2 separate regions of the Zea mays genome follow, and region 1 is linked to region 2. A link is a contact called in public Hi-C data. All regions are on one chromosome and are shown on one strand. Each heading gives the region's core, a stretch centred on a gene start, on an enhancer-like site or on the middle of the called end of the contact. The rest is flanking DNA. Distances are from core to core; before and after follow the strand shown. Region 1 holds the start of LOC100384180. Region 2 has its middle 99 kb from the start of LOC100273264.

Region 1 (5,052 bases), core at 2,297-4,796, 460 kb before region 2:
TTTGTACTCATTTTTCGTGTCTCTCCAACTTTGGCACCAGTGCTTGGCTTCAAATAGTATGGATATTCGAAGCCTAGAGCATGTGTTGGGGGCCTATATTGCTGATGGTCCTTTGTTTTGTTATGTCACGTAGTTGCCTTAAGGGTGCAAGGTTTTGTTGAAGATCACTTGAATCTCGAAGGTTATTTGTCTAACATCTGGCTTCGCCGATTAACAAGTGCATTTCATGAATGTCCTTACAGGAATACGAAGCTAAGCTTTGACCAGGAACGACGTGCAAAAACACTTCGTCTATATGCAAGCGGTAGAGATAGTGGCCGAAGACAGCGGCTTCGACCATAAGCCGAAAGGAAGAAGCAGCTACGGGACGAAGGCTGGAACTCGTGGAGTCAAGGACGAAGAAAAGTACACTACTGCCCCAATATCGTTTGTAAATGACATGTAAAAATGGATGGGCATTGTTGTAAATCCATACTAGGTCAGTTCATCTCTCCTATAGATAGATGAATAGTACCCTACATAAAGTACCTTTAGCCAGGTGCTACAGCTTCGTATAGCTCAGCCTCCAAAACACCTTCGTGCTATCTTGCATCAAGAAGTCGAAGGTATGATTGTAAACTTGTACTGTATAAGGAGAGAAATAAGATGCTAAGGCATATGAGATGAGTTCTCATATATCTCTTCGTCTTACTTCATGCATTCTGCTCAACTGCATTCATCCTTCGTCCTCGAAGAGTTATCCCAAAGGGATAACACTTCAAGGACGAAGGCTTCTATATTTTAACATTGTGTTGCCTTTTTTTATTCCATACAACAAGTGACCAACAGCATGCATAACCCTGTTCAACCTTTGCTTCCCTCAGGTCCCAAAGTTGAAGTCATAGTTTCATCTTCCTTAACAAGATAATTTCCAACAATTTCATTGCATCTTGATTCAATAAATATCAACCACTCAGAAGAAGGAGCCTTGAATGAAGCCTGCTCTTTAAATTTTAAGGGGAGTGTTACAAGCTTATCATCTCCTTCATCCTTGTCGCCTTTCTTCGCATGTGATACCTTTGGAACCTTCGGTAGCTTCCAACTGGTCTGAGTATGAAACACTTTGTATGCGAGAAAATCTTGGATCAAGTCCTGAGTCCCAATCTGCCCAACCACAATATTGAAGGCACCATAAGTTTGCTTCACATCGCCATCCATTCTGCTATTTGGCCTCTTTAAATCGAAGGAAATCTTTAGAGGACTCATCACCATATGCTTGAAGTCCTCTCTCTTACAATCTACTTCAACATAAAACCATTCTTTTGTCCAATCGTCCTGCCATTTCGTCTGATAGGCAAGCATAGAAGCAATATAGTCCTTTTGATAGATGAAGTTGTAACAACTGAAGTTGCTATGAAGTTTATCTGCGGATCTAGCCTTTGTCTGATAATGAAGCTCGTGTATTCTACAAAAGCATCTGCTTCAGTGTGTATGCCTTGGCTTCGTATAGCCCATATGAAAACGCTAAGCCTAACAATGGTGTTAAGAGTCTGCTTGTGCATGTATATCTCAAACTTCTTCAAAACATTAGCAAACATCTTGTACATTGGCATTCGAAGGTTAGCTTGAAAGAAGCTTCTGAAGACAACAATCTTATTGCTCTTTGACTTTGGGGTCGTCTCCTCACCAGCAAGATGAACGTTGACAAATGACAATATCACCAAAGTATCCAAGATCTTTCATGGCCTTTAAATCTCCAAATTTCAAAATAGATCGACCCATCTCGATGTAACTAGGTTTTGTTGGCCTACCTTCGTATTCTTCTTCTGCAATATTAGGAACCTTCCCTTCATCCCCTTTCAACTTGGGATCTGTAGAAGCTCTCATGACTTCCAAGGTTGGTGCAATATCCGAAGTAGCCTTGTCTCTCTGAAGAGCCTCCGAAGACGTGGGAGTGGCTAACCTAGCAGTTATGCGAATTCTAGCCATTCAAGGGAAAGCTCCCTCGGAAACTCGCTTTAAAGGTTATGATCAGTAGAAAGCTTCGGACCTAGAGAAAAACTAGCAACAGTTAGGTGTAGGAGTAGTAAATGTAGTTTTGCTTCATCGCGCTCATCTGCTTTTATACAAGAAGCGGGTGCAGAACATGAGAGGTCACAATCTCACCTTCTCGTTGTCCGGTGGACCGCAAACTTACATCTATCTATTTCTAAGTGCTTAATTACGCCGTTTCCAATAACGAGCCCTGAGAAGGTGTTTTTTGGACCTCGTGCATAAGGTTCTCTGATACATCGTGGCTTGAGCTCGCTATGAAAACGACCTTATTCCGTGAGGGCCTGCTGTTGGGGGGAAGGCCTTCATCGTCGAAGGACTATGAAGTATTAGCTTCATTAAAAAGCAACCTTAAGTAAGCATATTCATCTTCGTCATCGACCCGAAGCTGATAAAAGGACGAAGTTAAGAATATTCAAGTATGCGGGAGCGTTAAGCCAACCAAAGCTGAAGGAGGAAGCTTCGGATGATGCATGACAGTTTATGAATCGAAGAAGCTAAAGAATGCAGAATACATGATCAGCAAGATACAAAGATGGAAAAGTACAATATTACCCTCATGATATTTGTGGTTGACATGTATATGGTTGGAGGACATGTTTGTAATTTCATACAAAGTTGTACCTCACGACTATAAATAGAGGAACAACGTCATGCGTAACGAAGCTTTTTGGATCAGAGTGACTACGAAGTTGTACTTTTCTCATGTCTTCGTGCTATTCATTGAAAGGCCGAAGGTACAAGTGTAATCATTTAATGTATTATAAAAGAATATAAACAAAGTGATAACACATTCAAATGAGTAATCCATTTACTTTTCATGAGTTATACATTGTTTCTATCAACACATTTTCATACTTTCTAGCTTCTTTTTTGAATTAATCTTTAAAAAAGGGTTAAGTGAAGAGAGAAACTCGTAATGTCTTGCCTTGTTTTTTTGGTATCTTCTCAAGAGCCAAAAACAAGTGACCAACATATATAGTCATAACCTCATGGGTGGACACAAGTAATCTCCGTAGGTATAGTTATATAATCATTTTCTCTACTCGATTCAAATCTGATCCATTGTCATCCTTAGACAAGATGAAACTAACTTAGGCCTCGTTCGGCTTTGACGGAACGATATGGAACACGGCCGATTCCATCCGGAATTATTTGATCTGGATTTAAATCAGAACCAATCTAAAATGGTTGTTCGGATAGACCTGTTCTATAATGAAACCAAGCCATTCCAGAATGAAACCAGACATTTTTACCCACTCAACGACTTGGATTAGAGCCACACCTATAATCACCTGGAATCAAACCAAATCAAGCCTTTATAGGTTTTAGTGAAACACCCGAATCCACTCTATCGGGCTTAGATTGAAAAAATATACCTGTCTTCAAGTTGGAACAAAGGAACGCGGCCTTAACTTATGAGGTGAGGCAAGCGGCAAGCCAACGAATGTGCGTCTACCACCGATGATAGTATAATACTTGGCTCCTCCGTGCCCCCACACACGTGACGAGAGACAGTCAGACAGCAGCTCGAACCTCGAAAAGCAGGAGAGTCCAAAGCCGAATGGACAACTGGCAACAAATCAACAGAGCCACAGAGGAAATGAATCCGATAGCCACCGCCGCCCTCACGCCATCCTCATTTTTCGCCTCAAACCGCCGCTTCGCCCCTCGCCTCCGCTCCGTCCTCCCCGCCGCTGCCATGTCTTACGCCGCCGTATCCGCCTCCGCCCCAAGCCCCAGCTCCGGCACTGGGGAACAGGTGAAGGCGGCCCCGCTCCCGCACTCGACCCTCGAGATCGCGGGCGCCCGCCGGGGCCTCCTCTCAGGCTTCGCCAGCCTCCGCGCCCCGTACCGTGCCTTCCCCGTACTCGCGTCGAACCGACACGTCGAGACCATCTTCGCTGCGCTCACGCGATCGCTCCCCGCCGTTAAGCTGCGGCGCGAGTGCCTCCGCGCCCCTGACGACGGAGCCGTCGCGCTCGACTGGGTCTCTGGCGACGACCGTGTGCTTCCGAATGATGCTCCGGTGCTTATACTCTTGGTACGGTGCTCCTTACCCGCTCGGCGCTTGCGGCCCATTGCAGAACTGACTGCACTGCACACGCAGGAGGTGTAGTGCGTGCTCTTTTAAGCGAATAAGCGTCAATGATGTCTGTGGTTATGGCTTCGTTTATCTTTGGAATTGAGGTTATGAGATGCGAATGAGCTCATATGTGTAGTGTAAATCAATGTCAATGCTACCTACAGCATGATGTGACGAAATTAAAATTTTATGGTCTATTTTGGAAATGTTAGTATATTCTAGCAGGGCTGCAAGCGATCTACAGCTCATTTCAGTTTGGGGGAGCAAAATGAGTTAGCTGGGAGTTTTAGATGGTACCTCACCATCAGACAGCCCGTGGCTTGAATGCAACTTGCTTAATTGATATGTTACAATTGGTGTCCTGGCGGCACAAGTGCATCAAGTGAGCAACAAATAGAAATGCTAGAGATCACTGTTATGAGTTTTTGACGAAATAGGTGTTTGGTTCCAATTGGATAATCTGTTTATATTGTGTAGTCTCAGCATATTCACATGATGAACCAACGTCCATACCATGCTAACAGGATCAGGTCTGGAACATGTTTCAGCACTTGTGTTCTTCAGCTCGATGTAGAGTGCGCAAGTTTCATCCAAGGATACAATTTCTTATAATCGTTTGGAATTGAGTTATAGTTGAAATTCACTATAAGATACAAATGAAATTAAATGACCACAAAAGAATTTTCACCTGAAGCAAAGCAAAAGGGTGTGGAGCCAACTAACTTTCAATTTCTTATTTTTTTGTTTTGCTTATATACAAGCCTAATGTAAGTTTGATTTCTTTCCAGCCTGGTCTTACAGGTGGAAGTGATGATACATATGTAAGGCATATGCTTATGAGAGCTAGAAGCAAGGGATGGCGTGTTGTGGTGTTTAATAGCCGTGGATGTGCAGATAGTCCTGTGACTACACCCAAGGTACTTCAAATACCTTTT
Region 2 (5,160 bases), core at 1,909-4,408:
TTGCTTATCCATGTTCAATGTATTAATAGAGATATGTCAAATAGAAATTAAAATGGATTAAAAAGCATTAAGTGGTATAATAATTGAAATAAACATATATTGTAATAAAAAATATTAAAATAGAATTGTAAAACTAATTTATTAATTCAATATATTAATGAAGACATACGTCATAATGTCAAATAGAAAATTAAATGGGATTGAAAATAATTAAGTGTTAGAATAAATAAAATAAAAATATTTTATAAGAAAAATTATATAGCAACTGGATTTAGTTTTATTTGTAAAAATATTAGAAACACAAATGTGAAATTAGTTTTTAGTTAGATTCTTCGATTAATAGATATAGTAAAACAAAGTGCATATAAACAATATACATTTTATTCATACTAGTTTATTGCATGTGCTAACACTATGGTCTCAATGAGGGCAAGGAGAGGGGATAGAGGTGGCGGTGTGAGTGAGGGGAGGAACTGGCAAAGGCAGTACAAGAGTTGGGCTAGTGGCGACACAAGTGAGGGGGATGGGGTGATTGGGTCGTGAAGGGAGGAGGAGGTAGGGGATTACTGTGCATTTAATGGATGAGGGAGTAAGAATGATACGAATAATATTGGCCATTGAATTGTTAGAGTAAAGTTATCCCGTGATCTGAACCGTTAGATTTGAAGGTGTGCGTGGGTGCAATTTGTTTGGTGGATTTAGATGTGATTATGAGTGTGAGGGTGATTTGGTTGAGTATATTTTGTAAAGTTTAAACTCGCGTACGATATATATAGAATGGACAACTCACAATAGTTTGAACCAAACTATTTTTATTTTTTTACTGCAAATAACATATATCAGCTTTTTCACAGCATATATCTCACATCAACTAATTTCACACCCCACAGCTAAATCATCCTAACACTAATACAGGAATTATGGCCGATCAAAGTTAGTTGTGTCCACAAGAGGCAATTGGAAGACGACAGACAGCTCATGCTTTACTGTGTTATTACATGCGCAGGCATGTGCGGATTTGCTTTTAAAACAAGCTTGGTAATGCGAATGTGTTTAAGCATTGATAGTAACGGTCTCTTTCCTGAAAGTTTTCAGGCCAAAATGCTTATAATAAGTGCCTAGTATACCACTGTAGGAAAGAAATAGAATGAGAATAAATTTTAGGGCTAGTTTGATAACTCTATTTTTTCCAAGAGATTTCTATTTTTAAAGAAAAATAAATTAAAATTTTTTGGGAAAATTAAAATAACTTGAAAAATGAGGTTGCCAAATTATCCATTAGTACTAGTTTAGAAGCCATAAAATCGGAGGGAATTGGAGAGGCTAAAATCTCATTCTTAGGGCTACTTTGAAAACTTCAAATCTTTTTTGTGATTGGAGAGGATTGAGGTGAAAATGAACTAATTTTCTCTCCAATCATCTTCAATCCTAAAGGAGATTTGAGTTTCCAAACTAGCCTTTGTTTAAAATTAAATAAGGTCTAGTTTGGGAACATCGTTTTTTCAAGTGAATCCAATTTTCCCAAGTGAAAATGAACTAATTTTCCTTGGGAAAATTGGAATCTCTTGGAAAAATGGTGTTTCCAAACTAGCCCTAAGAGTGAGATTTTAACCCCTATAATCTCCTCTGTTTTGTGGCTTCCAAACTAGCCCTTAGACTAAGTCTTGAACAGCAGTAGTGTTCAAAGCATTGGGAGAAAGGTGCTGTATATCACAGGGGCGACATATTCAAAGATGTGTCCGTAGACAGAGACGTTGCAGGGCTACATGATTGTGGTTCATTGATCTTTCAGCACCAAGGTTCCCGAAATCTGCAAAACAAACTCGTGCATAAATATATAGTCCCACCACCAATGTTCAAATATACTGAAGTGTACTCATAGAGCGTGTTTGGTTGTTTGTATAGCTCTGTCTTGGCTATATTTTGGGACCAGGCTATGCGTGGTCATGCTAGTGTAATGCAGGACGTGTCTATTTGGTTCCAATGTTTAGGTCATCTGTGTTGGGTTAAAGTCTTTAATTTTAGGTTATCTTTTTTCGGTCTAGTCTATTTTGAATTTCAAATTTTATATGGCACGACTAGTGGTTCGTAAAAGTGTCAAGGACATAAATATAAAATTGACTTCATGATAAATTACTTTAATTAAGAGATTAGCAGAAGAAGCAAGTTGAAAAGATATTTCGGTTTTTGTGCACAGAAGATTCTGCATTATTGGTGTAGCCTGTCGAGCTGAAAATGCTCAAATCTAAAACGTACCGGTAACTTAGTACTAGTAACTTAGCCAGGCTAGCATCCCTTTCTGCAAAGGGAAAAAGAATTAGGGTTTAGGTAACCAAATTAACATTATTGCAACCAGCTGCTAGGTGATAGTCAGGCTACCAAACGGCATCTATATAGAAGTTAGTTGCCTTGTCTTCTAACTCGCAAGAAAAAGTAAACATCGCCGAGTCATATCATATCTGTCTCACCAGGATGCTTGGGCTTGACGTACGTCTAAGTTCAAAAAAATGTATTTTACTAGGCTTGCAAGGAACCAGCCTAATTAATGACATAAGTACAAATTTGAAAAAAAAAATCTATTTTACTTCTCTCTGCATTGCTGCTTTCAGTCGATCGTTAACATAAACCTTGGCTACCTTATATAACGATCATGACAACAGGGCTTTCAAACTTCGACATGCCCTAGATCATAATGTGTGGAAACTAAAAAGTGGTTGTCATCACTAAATCCCTCGACTACGAGACTTTCACCGTTGACGAGCTTCTCAGCAAATTTAAATTCACCGAGACTAACCTCCAGCGCAAAGCCAAAATAGAAATTTGTGTGTCAAGTCTTCAAAAGTGTTTTTAGAGAGGATTTGCTTGTTGTGCTCGTAGAAACGAGTGTCCGCGCTTGCGTTGTGACTACGTTGTACCAGCGATCCGTGCACGGAATAATCGTCAGTCCCAGGCTCCCAGCTCCAGCTCGGAGTAGCGATCGCCAATCGCTGGCCCTGCGGCAATGGCAACGAGCCCGGCGCCGCCCAGGCGGCCAGGCCCCAGTGCCTGCCGTGCATGCCCCCTTCCGGGCCTCCCCTGTTGAATTGCCCCACGGACCACGGTGTCGCTAGCGCTGGACGGGTGCCCGTGCCAGTGCCACGGTGGCCGGTCCGGACACGCATTTCTGAGTGACTTCTGTACGTGTGCCCCCTGCCTGCTCGGTGCTCACACGTACCGCCTGCATCTGTAGGCTACAGCGGGGCGTTTCCTTGGATCACGCCTACCTGACAGATTACATCGGACCATCTATCTGACCACTGCTCTATGGTTCATTAAACAAATGGATTCTGCAAGCAACCGTGCAGCATCGAATTACTATCTGAAAGTAAAGTGGAGAGTGAAAATTAGCTTTGGTGTTACCGACAGAGCGCGAGACCTTTGGAAATAGCATCCAATGTCAGGATTAGATACCGACAGACGGGGCGCTACATATGTCATTGTTGACACTTTTTTCGGACGCCAAACACTAACAAGGATCGGCGATGGTGCTCTCTGCACAGGTGCGGACGGCCCGCGGCTGGCCGGACGGTCAACGACCTGACGCAGGGTTCGGGTTTCCTGCCTGACGTGCCGGACGGTCCGTACCCTGTGGCCGGACGGTCCGCGCGTGCGCAGTGGCGGCGAAGGTCGCCGGCGGCGCCTGGATCTTGCTTCTGGGAGGGACCCCGTCGGGGAGGAGAGATCCTAGGGGTCGTCTAGACTCGGTAGGCCGACCTAGACTCCTCTAATCGACGTAGAGTCGAAGAGAAGCGAAGAATTTGGGGATTGGGATACTAAACTAGGGCTAAACTAGAACTACCCCTAACGCATAAGGTAAAAACGAGAAATAGACTTGATTTGATCGATTGTTCGGGGGTTCAATCGGTTGTAGCCCTTTATCTATATAAAGGGGAGGTGTGGATCCGCTTCAAACTGTTTCCCGAGTTAATCCCGCGGTTTTAGGTAACAAATCCCGCGAGAAACTAGGAACCCTAACTGAGTCTGCGCACGCGCGGACCGTCCGCGCCACCAACACGGACCGTCCGGGTTACAGACCGTCCGGCCTCAAGGCCGGACCGTCCGCACGGCTCTTTTCCGTGCTCAACATATGCCCCCTGCCTTTTGGTGGAGGTTGACGAACCAAAAGCATATGAACTAAGCCTGATGTAAGTTATCGGCTTTTTAGTATGGAGATTCTTCAATAAAGCACCAATGTATAAAGGCCATTTTGGATTGTATCTTTCTCGGCCACGACCATTTGATCAATAGATCAAAATGAATAGAATGGAGGTGCCCCTAGCCCAAATAAGCAAACGGATTGGGCCAGTAATACGAATTCATCGCCGTACCACCCCACACATGAGCAGCAACACATCGGCGATGGATAGAACAGGACGCACCATGCTATCCCCGGAGGAGGATGACAAGGCGATCTTGGTTGTGCTACTTTTTGGGTCCATTTAGTCGGCTTTTGCTTTCGTACATACCGCCCTTTTGACTTCATTTGTTTTATTGGCCGGTTGTGTGGAACGGCCTTCTTCATATATTTGGCAAGCAACTGACCAAAAGTAGGGCCAACTCTATTGAGTCGTCCAGACGTCTTAGTAGTGTTTTGTTTCCTAACACTTGTGTTGGAACGTTGTGGTCCCATGGTCTGAGTTTGCTGCTTCTGACCATCTGTGGACCGTCCGGCCATCATAGCTGGACTGTTCGTGCCTATCTCGGACTGTCCGACCATAGTACCTAGACCGTCCAACGTACGCAGGATAGGTGACCGTGATCGAGTGTCCGATCGTCCTTGCCCCCCGGCGCCTCCGGTCTTTCTTTTGTCTGGAGCCTTCCGTGTAACCACTCTGCGTAACATATTTGGTGTGCGGGGCTCACCAATGATGACATTCTTATCTTTGCTTTTATCGGTCGCACAAGGCCAAACTATGACTTTTTTGCTTGTCGGCTCTAATGTGGTGGCAGGGACAGGTGGCCTGTCAATCTTCACATCCTTTTGAAACCTCAACCATCCTTCATTTATAGCCGATTGTATTTGCCGATGAAAGACAATACAATCATTGGTGTTATGAAGAAAGGAGCCATGCCATTTACAATATATACGCCCTTTTAATTCTTCAACCAGAGGAATTATAT

What was found. Hi-C and Micro-C count contacts between places; a contact is called where the count stands out from the background.
Region 1: a contact with region 2 is called in a Hi-C map of ear, with 3 times the contacts expected there. The contact joins the promoter of LOC100384180 here to the enhancer-like site in region 2. A contact is called at or near these places in 2 of 25 Hi-C or Micro-C datasets (ear and root tip).

Annotation. Positions count from the first base shown.
Region 1 is chr4:155,753,033-155,758,084 of Zm-B73-REFERENCE-NAM-5.0, reverse strand. LOC100384180 reads left to right here and starts at 3,546. Exons shown (of 9, transcript NM_001321804.1): 1 at 3,546-4,075; 2 at 4,906-5,034. The coding sequence starts at 3,596.
Region 2 is chr4:155,295,744-155,300,903 of Zm-B73-REFERENCE-NAM-5.0, reverse strand. No RefSeq gene overlaps it. Among protein-coding and RNA genes, the nearest start is that of LOC100273264, 99 kb to the right of the region's middle. Within about 2 kb of position 3,158, at least 8 of the 20 cell types and tissues checked have an H3K27ac peak or open chromatin away from gene starts, as enhancers often do. A contact at or near this core is called in ear, where this site is marked.